Linked DNA regions of Capra hircus: region 1 is linked to region 2. Evidence: chromatin contacts called from public Hi-C data. All regions are on one chromosome and are shown on one strand. The core of a region is the stretch at or near the end of the contact, and the rest is flanking DNA. Distances in the headings are between cores, read along the strand shown.

Region 1 (4,558 bases), core at 1,428-3,927, 110 kb before region 2:
GTGGTTTCTGCCTGACTGAGTGTGACCCGGCCATCCGAGCTGCTCTGGCCCGGGCCACTGTCCCCAGCCGACCAGGTCCTACCTCGAGACCAGGTCCTACCTCGACCTCCTGCTCCAGGGTGAGCTGCCGCTCCAGGCTGCACTCCACCATCTCTGTGGTCAGCGGCAGATTGTCTGGCAGCTTCAGACAGCGCTGGATCATCACAGGGTTGCAGCCGTTCAGGAACTGGTAGCCAAACATGAGGTCTTCCTGCCAGTGATTCATGACCCGCTCTGCGGGGAGAACCGCAGCTCAGCCTGAGCCAGGCTGAGGTCGTCCTGACGCGGACCGAGGGCCAGGGTCCCTGCTGGTGCTCTTGCAGGCGTTCACTGGACAGCCCACCATGCCAAACTGCCTGACCACTCAGGCCAGGGCGCCACCCCATCCTCCCGGAGCTAGCCTTTAGTGGCTCAGAAGCAACCAAAATAGACAAATGGGACTGTATCTAACTAAAAAGCTTCTGCACAGCAAAGGAAACCACAGAGTGAAAAGTCAACCTACAGAACAGGAGAAAATGTTTGCAAACCATGTATCCGAAGGGGGCTACTCTTCAAATATATAAGGAATTCCTATGGCTCAATAACCCGATTAAAAAGGGGGCAAGGGATGTGAACAGACATTTCTCTGAAAAAGGCAGAGATAGCCAGCAGGCATATGACAAAATGCTCAACATCACTAATCATCAGCAAAATTCAAATCAAAACCGCCATGACATCACTAATCATCAGCAAAATTCAAATCAAAACCGCCACGAGACACCAGCTCACGCCTGCCAGGACACTATTATTATTTTTGTTTAAAGGCAAGTATTGGTGAGGCTGCGGAGAAGCTGGACCCGTTGTGCATAGTTGGCGGGAAGGCAGGATGCACAGCTTTCATGAAGAACAGAGTGGAGCTTCCTCAAAGAGTTCAAAATAGAACGACCACGTGATCCGGCAATCCCAGTTCTGGGTATTCATCCCAAAGAACTGAAATCAGGATCTTGAAGAGAGATCTGCATCCCCGTGTTCACTGCAGCACAATCCGTAACAGCCAATATGTGGAAACCATGTAAACGCTCCTCTACCGAGGGATGAAGAAAACGTGGTGTATGCATTGAACGGAATACCGTTCAGCCTTGAAAAAGAAGCATCCGTGCAGTGTGTCACAGCACAGATGAGCCTGGAGGACACTGCGCTCAGTGGGAAAAGCACCACCGAAGGACAGATACCACATGAGTCTACTTACAGGAAAAGTCGAAACTAGTCACACTCTTAGAATCAAAGAGCAGCATAGGGACTCCCCTGGCAGTCCAGTGGTTAAAACTTGGCCTTCCAGTGTGGGGGGTGAGTTCAACCCCTGGTTGGGGAGCTAAGATTCCCATATGCCTTATGGCCAAATGACCAAAACATAAAACAGAAACAATATTTCAAAATATTCAATAAAGACTTTTTAAATGGTCCACATCAAAAAAAAAAATCTTGAAAACGTCTATACAAAAAGCAACATAGCATGGTGGTGGTCAGGAGGGAGTGGGGGCGTTAGTAATCCACAAGCATGAAGTTTCAGTCAAGCAAGATGAATAGGTTCTAGAGGCCTGCTGTGCAACACTGTACCTACAGAAAGAAAAAGAACCCAGGTCCTGCGCCCAGGAAGGGGGGGGGCCCGGGACGCAGGGGAAGGAGGGGAGCAGGGGGACCGCCTGGGGAGGGGTCGGTGAGGGCAGCGGTTCCCTGTGCTTGCTTCCTTACTGTCTCCTAGCTTTTCCGTTGCTCCGTGGTCCAACCCATGCCATCCCCGGCAGGTATACGACGCTCCTGCCCTACCAAACACATCCTAGTCCAAAGGAGCCCATTGTTGCTTTCATGTAAATGCTTAAAAACCACTCTAACTCCTGCCTTTTTTTTTTTTTTGGTTAAGAAGCATACAAAATGATTGATTTATGTAAAGAAAAAATTCTGATATTTTCAACACTTTTGATGGTGGAATGAGGTTGAGGATGTTCAGCCTTGAACATCCAAGGAGTAGAAACCTCTGGCCAGGGCAGTGGTCCCCAGCAGAGGGCGCTGTGTGGGTGCAGGCGGTGCCAGCCTCGGGGACAGGGAAGGCCCGGACTGGAGCAGGGGGGTCAGCCCTTTCCCATGCCCAGGTTAGGCTCGCCCAGCACCACGAGAGTGCCCCAAAACACACTCACCGGAAATAGTGTTGCTGATCCTGACAAAGATTTTCTCAAAGTCGGCGAAGTCGTTCCAGGACGACTGGAACATGTGCATGAAGCGGTTGATGAACAGGTTCTCCATCCTGCAGAGCGAGACACGCGGCGGCTGCATACGGCCTGGCCCGCCTCCCCGCACACGTCCTCTCCCCTGCACACGCCCCGGCCCGCCTCCCTGCACACGCCCTGGCCCGCCTCCCCGCACACGGCCTGGCCCGCCTCCCTGCACACGCTCTCTCCCCTGCACACGGCCTGGCCCGCCTCCCCGCACACGTCCTCTCCCCTGCACACGCCCCGGCCCGCCTCCCTGCACACGCCCTGGCCCGCCTCCCCGCACACGGCCTGGCCCGCCTCCCTGCACACGCCCTGCCTCGCCTCCCTGCACACGCCCTGGCCCGCCTCCCTGCACACGGCCTGGCCCACCTCCCTGCACACGCTCTGCCTGGCCTCCCCTGCACACGCCCTCTCCCCTGCACACGCCCTCTCCCCTGCACACGGCCTGGCCCGCCTCCCTGCACACGCCCTGGCCCGCCTCCCTGCACACGCTCTCTCCCCTGTACACACCCTGGCCCACCTCCCTCACCCCGCCACCCGCACACGCCCTGGCCTCGCCTCCCCCTGCCAGTCCCTTTGCACCCGGGTCTCATGCGGCCTCTAGGGGCCTTGAACCTGGGGCAGCTCCGAGGGGGCAGCTCATTGGCCTTGTGGAGAGCGGGAGGAGAGTGGCACCCACGCCCACGGGCTTCCTCCGCACTCCCTTGAGAAAGAGCCCAGTGGCCTGCCCTCAACAACAGCCTACAGCGCTCATGCCGCATTCAGTCAGCAGACTCGCTGCTTCCCCCGGTTAAGGCAAGCTTGCAGGGACAGAGCACCGCTGTTCCCGCTGCAGCTGCTCTCCTGGGTCTCCTGGATTTGGGAGGATGAGCAGTTCAGTGGAGTTTAGCCATCCTTTACTGTCTGCCTAACTCTGGCTCTTTGCCTGGTGCTGAGGAGGACACAGCTTCCAAATATTCATTACACAGTAAAGCAAAGCAACCCAGGGTAGGAACTTACTAAATTCAAAAGGCAGGCTGCAGGCAACAAGGTGAGAGATCTGAGAGGCCTGAGCAACCCGGGGGGCTTCCTGGAGGAGGCAGGAGTGGGATGGGTCTGGGAAAGCTGGAGAAGGCAGGAAGGGGTATCCCAGGCTTTCCTACGTAACCTAGGCAAGGTGCAGGACGGAGCTGTGGGAACTCTGGCCAGCACTCATGGTGGCGGCCTCTGGCACTCACAGCTGAGAATGACGAGCCCCCCCCTGCTTCTTCCTGCCGCCCAGCCTTCCAGGGTCCAGGCCTCCCCACCGGCTCTGTCTCTTTTATCCTGACTTGGTGGTGTCGGCATGCATGGTCTCCCATTTGGGATGCCGTGTGCCCCTCTTTCTCCTCCTCCTGAGCATATGGGACGAATGTACCTGGAGGGCTTTGCCTAGCGAACCCCACTTCCCCTCTGATCTCGTGAAGCTTCCCTTTCCCCACAGGCCTGCGATGCTACTTCCACGCCGCTGATGGCAGCTTCAGTGCAAACACACTCGCATGAAAACCTGCCTGCTGCCCGTGCGCCAGGTGGGTCTGCACTGCTCCGCTGGGGCTGGGCTCTGGGCAACAGTGGGCTCAGGGTGCGGTCATGGCTCGGTCAGGCATAGTCAGGGCCTGGGGTGGGGGACCTTGGCGGTGCTCCCCCAGTGGGCTGCTTGTCCTGCCCACCCATCTTCCCCAAGGGCGCCTCCCCCAGAAAGCAGCCCTTACGGAGAGGCCCCAGCGCCCTCCTTGCATTTACTCCTGGGGCAGGGGGCTGGCGGGAACTGAGAATGTCCGCGAAGGTCTGGGAATCCTGGAGCCTCCTCGCGCCTTCAAAGGACTGAGGTTTGGGTGTTTTGTCCGGAGTGAACCTGGCTGACGGGCACAGAGGGCTCTGAACAGCATCGTGGTGGGGGGCGGGTGGGGGAGGGGACACCTGTGAGCATGCAGGAGGGCAGCAAGTCTCAGCGACCAAAGATGGGGACTCAGCAGACAATCAGCAGACCCTGGGGCCCCTCCCAGCTCTGCTGGTCCCAGGAAAGGCACTTGATGCAGAAAAGGACGCCCCTTCCTGAAGACTCCTGTCCAGGTCCTGCTGCGGTTTAGCAAATGCTGCTCTTGTTGGTCCTGGACACCTGGAGGCCTGGGAGCCCACTCTGGTTGAGGGCAGGTCCTGGGGCCACAGGGCCAATGACCTCAGCAAGTTAGAGGAATCAGCTGCCTACAGATGGCTGATACACTGTGAGGCCTGGAATGTGCTGGAGCACA
Region 2 (4,563 bases), core at 343-2,842:
ACTAGCAACAAAATCCTATTACTTAGTAGGTATACTTTCTAGAACTTATTCAATACATTGCCAAGTAAATGGGTCAAAGGAGAAAGATATCAATCATCCCCTCCTAAAATAATCACAGAAGATTTCATCTTATTATACTTAAATTTAGACAACACTGCTACGTGTACCTGGTTTTTCCTCCAAGGAATGTGACCAAGAATTGTATCTCTAGTTCACATCTTTTCTCATCTTTCAGTAGCAAAATTTATGTTTCAAACTGGAGCGGATTAGTTTTCACTTATTATGAAAAATGAAGGAAAACTAATTATTTTACCAGATAAGCCCGTGCTGTATCTAAAACGGACAGAAAAGCATTTCTGGGTGATGAGTTTTATCGTAGAACTCTGAGTTTAAGAATCAGCTCAATACATTTTTACCTGAGGGAAAAAAACAAAGGGAAGGGAATGGATAGCCCCTTTCACCTCCAGGGTGGTGGAGAACGCAGGCTCAATCCTGGTTTTGTAGTCCCCTCAGTGCTCTTGCCTGGAAAATCCCATGGACGGAGGAGCCTGGTGCTGCAGGCCCTGGGGTCGCTGTGAGTTGAACACGACTGAGTGGCTTCACTTTCACTTTTCACTTTCATCATTGGAGAAGGAAATGGCAACCCACTCCAGTGTTCTTGCCCGGAGAATCCCAGGGACGGGGGAGCCTGGTCGGCTGCCGTCTGTGGGGTCACAGAGTCGGACACGACTGAAGTGACTTAGCACTAGCAGCGCCTCGAGTTGCACCACAACCTAGGGCCTCATGTGGCACCTGGTCTTCAGAGGAGCGTCCTCTAGTCTTCGCCATGGCGGTGGTCAGGGTGCTCACTGTCCAAGCTGACTCATCGCTTTGACGTCACGGTGGGGGAGCAGGCCCATCCCCTGTGCAATAAAGGGTCTCGCCCTTACAGGCGGGCCCCCGGGTGGCTGTGCACCGTGCTGTGCACCGGCCTTGACACACACACTCTGCGTGCAAGAGGGGCGCACAGCCCTTTCTCCCGTGTCTGAAGAGTGTGCAGGTCTCAGGACCCAGTTCCTAATTCCAGGGGTGGCGTCAGCAATCCTGGAGTTTCAGGTTGCCGTAGCGATGTATGGGGTTCAGGACCATCTTCCCTGGATGAGTGTATCGTCTGGAGGAGCCGGCTGAGGAAGGGATGCCTCTGGCCACTGCTGTATCAGGCCCGGCCTCTCTCGCTGGCCCGGAGCCGTGTGCATGCGCGCCCGGTCACGTCCCCCTTTTTGCGACCGCATGGACTGTAGCCCACCGGGCTGCTCTGTCCATGAGGCTTCCCAGGCCAGAATACTGGAGTGGGGTACCATTTCTTTCTCTGGGGGGATCTTCCTGACCCAGGGATCAAACCCGTGTCTCGTGCGTCTCCTGCCTTGGCAGGCAGATTCTTTACCACTGGCGAGGTCCAGAGCCCCACCAGCCAGAAAAGATCCACCACCTGCCCCCACCCCACCCTCTCCAAAACGCGGCTCAGGGGCCAAGCCCGGCATCACTGTCCTGACCCTCAGGGACACCACACGTCAACAGGGCAGCCACTTGCTGTTCTCCGGGCAGACCCTTCTGTGCTGCGCAGCGTCCACTCCGTCACGCACCCCTACCTCTCACCACGCCAGGCTCTCCACCTCCGCCACAGCCAGCCACACACAGGGCCTTGAAAAGAGAGTTCAGCTGTGGTAAATTCTCAGAAGTTCTGTGGGTTTTAAAATCTGGATTTCTGGTTTCTCTGGAAAGTGTCAAGATGTGGCCTATCTGGGCCTGATCCTCCGACGGCCACGACTGAAACCGAGTCAGGTGACCCTTTTAGACGGGCAAGTGCGCTTCAGGGTACAGCTCTTCCCACCTCGCTCATTCACACCAGCTGCCTGACCTCCACAGACTTCCAGGGTTTCGACTCCTTCAGTGTACATGCCATCTGCTCCAAGGGCCCTTCCCTCCTCCCTGCACCTGATGAAAATCCTCCCAATCTGAATGGCAATCAGACGGCATAGTCATTACCTGTTTTTTACTTTCACTTAAAATTTACCAGTTCCACCAGTCTTTGGTAGAAGCACACACGGCCAGTTCTCAATAAGTATTTTATCTTCTCAACAGAATGACAGCACTTTCCTTCCCTATCACGGGGCCTAAACAGCATTTGCAGCTGTGTATCTTTATTTTGAAGACATACTCCCACTGTCAGAAGTCCAAACAAATACTTCAATTTCCCTTAGGAACTTACTAAATGGTCCTTGTCCTTTATAGGTGTAACTTTCTTTCAAGAGTACTAACTCAGTCAAAATAAAATTGAACTCACCTTTAAATCTGAGTAATACTTTTGCTGCTGACAATTTTAAATTTAATTCAACAGCTTTTCTGCATCCAAAGACCTAGTAAGTCAATCAGTAAAATCTAAACAATGTTTTTTGTAAAAGATAACTGTGATCACTTTGTAAGGCATACCTTGTTTTATTGTTGTATTCCTTTAAAAAAAGAACTGAGGTTTGTGGCAGGTTTCTGGCAGCCCTGCACCGAGTGCCTGTCAGTGCGGCTTTCCCAGCAGAACGCAGTCACTGTGTTCCTGTGTCATAGTTTGGCAATCCTTGCAACAGTTCAAACTTTTTCATTATATTTGTTTTTTTCATTATATTTGTTACATGATAGGTGATGTTTCATGTTACTGCTATGATTCACCGAAAGCTCAGATGATGGTTAGCATTTTTAGCAATAAAGTATTTTTAATTACAGTATTACATTGTTTTTTGGACATAATGGTATTGCAGTTAATAGACTACAATATGGCGTAGACACAGCTTCACTACACACTGGGAAACCAAGAAAGTCCATGCAACGCACTTGACCGTGCTCTTCGCTTTACTGCGGCACTCGAAGGCATGCCTGCGCTCACACAGCACTGTGAATATCCTGTTGGATCAAACTGCTGTTGACAAAGCCATCTGCCATGACTTGGCGCTCAAATACAAGGCCATGAGGGAGGCAAAGTTCAAGTTTGAGGCAATCAAAGACAAGCAAAACAAGAGGTTCTTCCCAGGCTGTGATTTTAGATGCTGCCTACATCATCAAAGCAGCCTCCCAGGAGAAAAACAAACAGAAGGTAGCAATATGCAAAGTACTCTTAAAAAATTTTTATGGATAACTGTCATTGATACAGCAGAATCAGATATGATTATGAAAGATACAAAAAAAAATCAGAAGAATGTTAGCATTTAATAGAAATTAAAACCTGAGCTGAAGGCTGATCAAAATGTTTGATACTTGGCACTATTCTCATGAAAGATAAGAAACTTGTTTGGTCTTATAAATAAGACAGGTAACTCAGAAAAAGTTAAACTTAGATTTCAAAAAAGCTACAATGCAGTAACACTTGACTTTTTCAAAACTTCACTATATTACTTGACTTTTTCAGAACTTCACTATGTTACTGGCAAACATTTAAGATAACCAGGGTTATAAGAAGCTCTTGAAGGGGGAGGGCAGGGAGCATATAAATTGTAGATTTTTAATTTGCAAGTTGAGATTATTTAGAAGAAATAATTTTGGTTTATTTATTCATTTAGCTCTAAAAGGCTGGCTCGGCCTGTCAGAGCACAAGAGAGAGCTCAAAGACGTGGGTAAGGACTGACATGAAGCTGTTTCAGCTTCTAGAAACGAGTGGTGTGGTGTCAGACCACCACGAAGGGCAGCATCAGCACGGGGAGGAGGCCTGCGGTTGAACTCGCTGCTCTCTTTGGCTTCCAGAGTGTCACTTACTAAGAATTTGATGAAAAATAGGGAAGCTCTACTCTTTTAATTAGTAACTATCTATAAACAGGAGAAATGAACAAAAAAAGCTAACACAAACTGATGTACTTCACTGACTAAAAGTCTGTGAACGTGAATTCATTTTACTCTGCTGACCCTTGAGACGTACTTACAAACCAGTGAGTAATATACTGCAAAACTTTAAGAACATAAACTCTCATCTACAACAGAACTCTGAAACTGATGGAATTAATTTCTCCCTTTAATTGTTCTTTCCAAGGAAAGTCCTGAAACTGAGCAGTCACTGGAATTTCTACACCTTTACAGGTCATCAAAACATGATTTTTTTTTTTTTGGTCAAAACGATGCAGGAAGCAATTTCAAAAGAGCTCAAGGAGCTTATGTTCTCTAGAAACACATTTCCTGTTTTTTGTACTGCAGGTTACATAAAAAATGAGGAAGGCTGGACTCATAATCTCTCCGATCCCAATGTCACTGAACTCCCAATGTCCTCATGCTCGGAAAGGATACAGTGTTTAAGGACACTATTAAATTTAAAAAATACCTCCAGTTCTACAAGAAACATTTTTTATTTTTTAAAAAAGGGCTGATGCAGTGCCCTTTACTTAGCGGAGACCAGCCACTGACTTCCTCCCTTTCCCCGCTTTCCAAGATGACCCCACGTGAGTTTTCGCCCGGATGCTTTTGCCCCGGGCTCTCCGGGGCTTCTCCTCCTTGTGCACCTTCACGTGCTGCCTGAGGTGTGAGCTCTGGCTGAAGCACTTGCCGCACTCA

What was found. Hi-C and Micro-C count contacts between places; a contact is called where the count stands out from the background.
Region 1: a contact with region 2 is called in a Hi-C map of blood, with 2.7 times the contacts expected there. The contact joins two enhancer-like sites. A contact is called at or near these places in 2 of 5 Hi-C or Micro-C datasets (both in blood).

What each region holds. Positions count from the first base shown.
Region 1 is chr28:1,411,955-1,416,512 of ARS1.2, reverse strand. ALOX5 (arachidonate 5-lipoxygenase) reads right to left here. Exons shown (of 14, transcript XM_018042356.1): 5 at 2,214-2,320; 6 at 101-273. Among named protein-coding and RNA genes, the nearest start is that of ALOX5, 31 kb to the right of the region's middle. Within about 2 kb of position 2,677, at least 1 of the 5 cell types and tissues checked has an H3K27ac peak or open chromatin away from gene starts, as enhancers often do.
Region 2 is chr28:1,299,455-1,304,017 of ARS1.2, reverse strand. It overlaps ZNF22 (zinc finger protein 22), which reads right to left. Exons shown (of 2, transcript XM_018042266.1): 2 at 3,138-4,563. The coding sequence ends at 4,395. Among named protein-coding and RNA genes, the nearest start is that of ZNF22, 5.5 kb to the right of the region's middle. Within about 2 kb of position 1,592, at least 1 of the 5 cell types and tissues checked has an H3K27ac peak or open chromatin away from gene starts, as enhancers often do.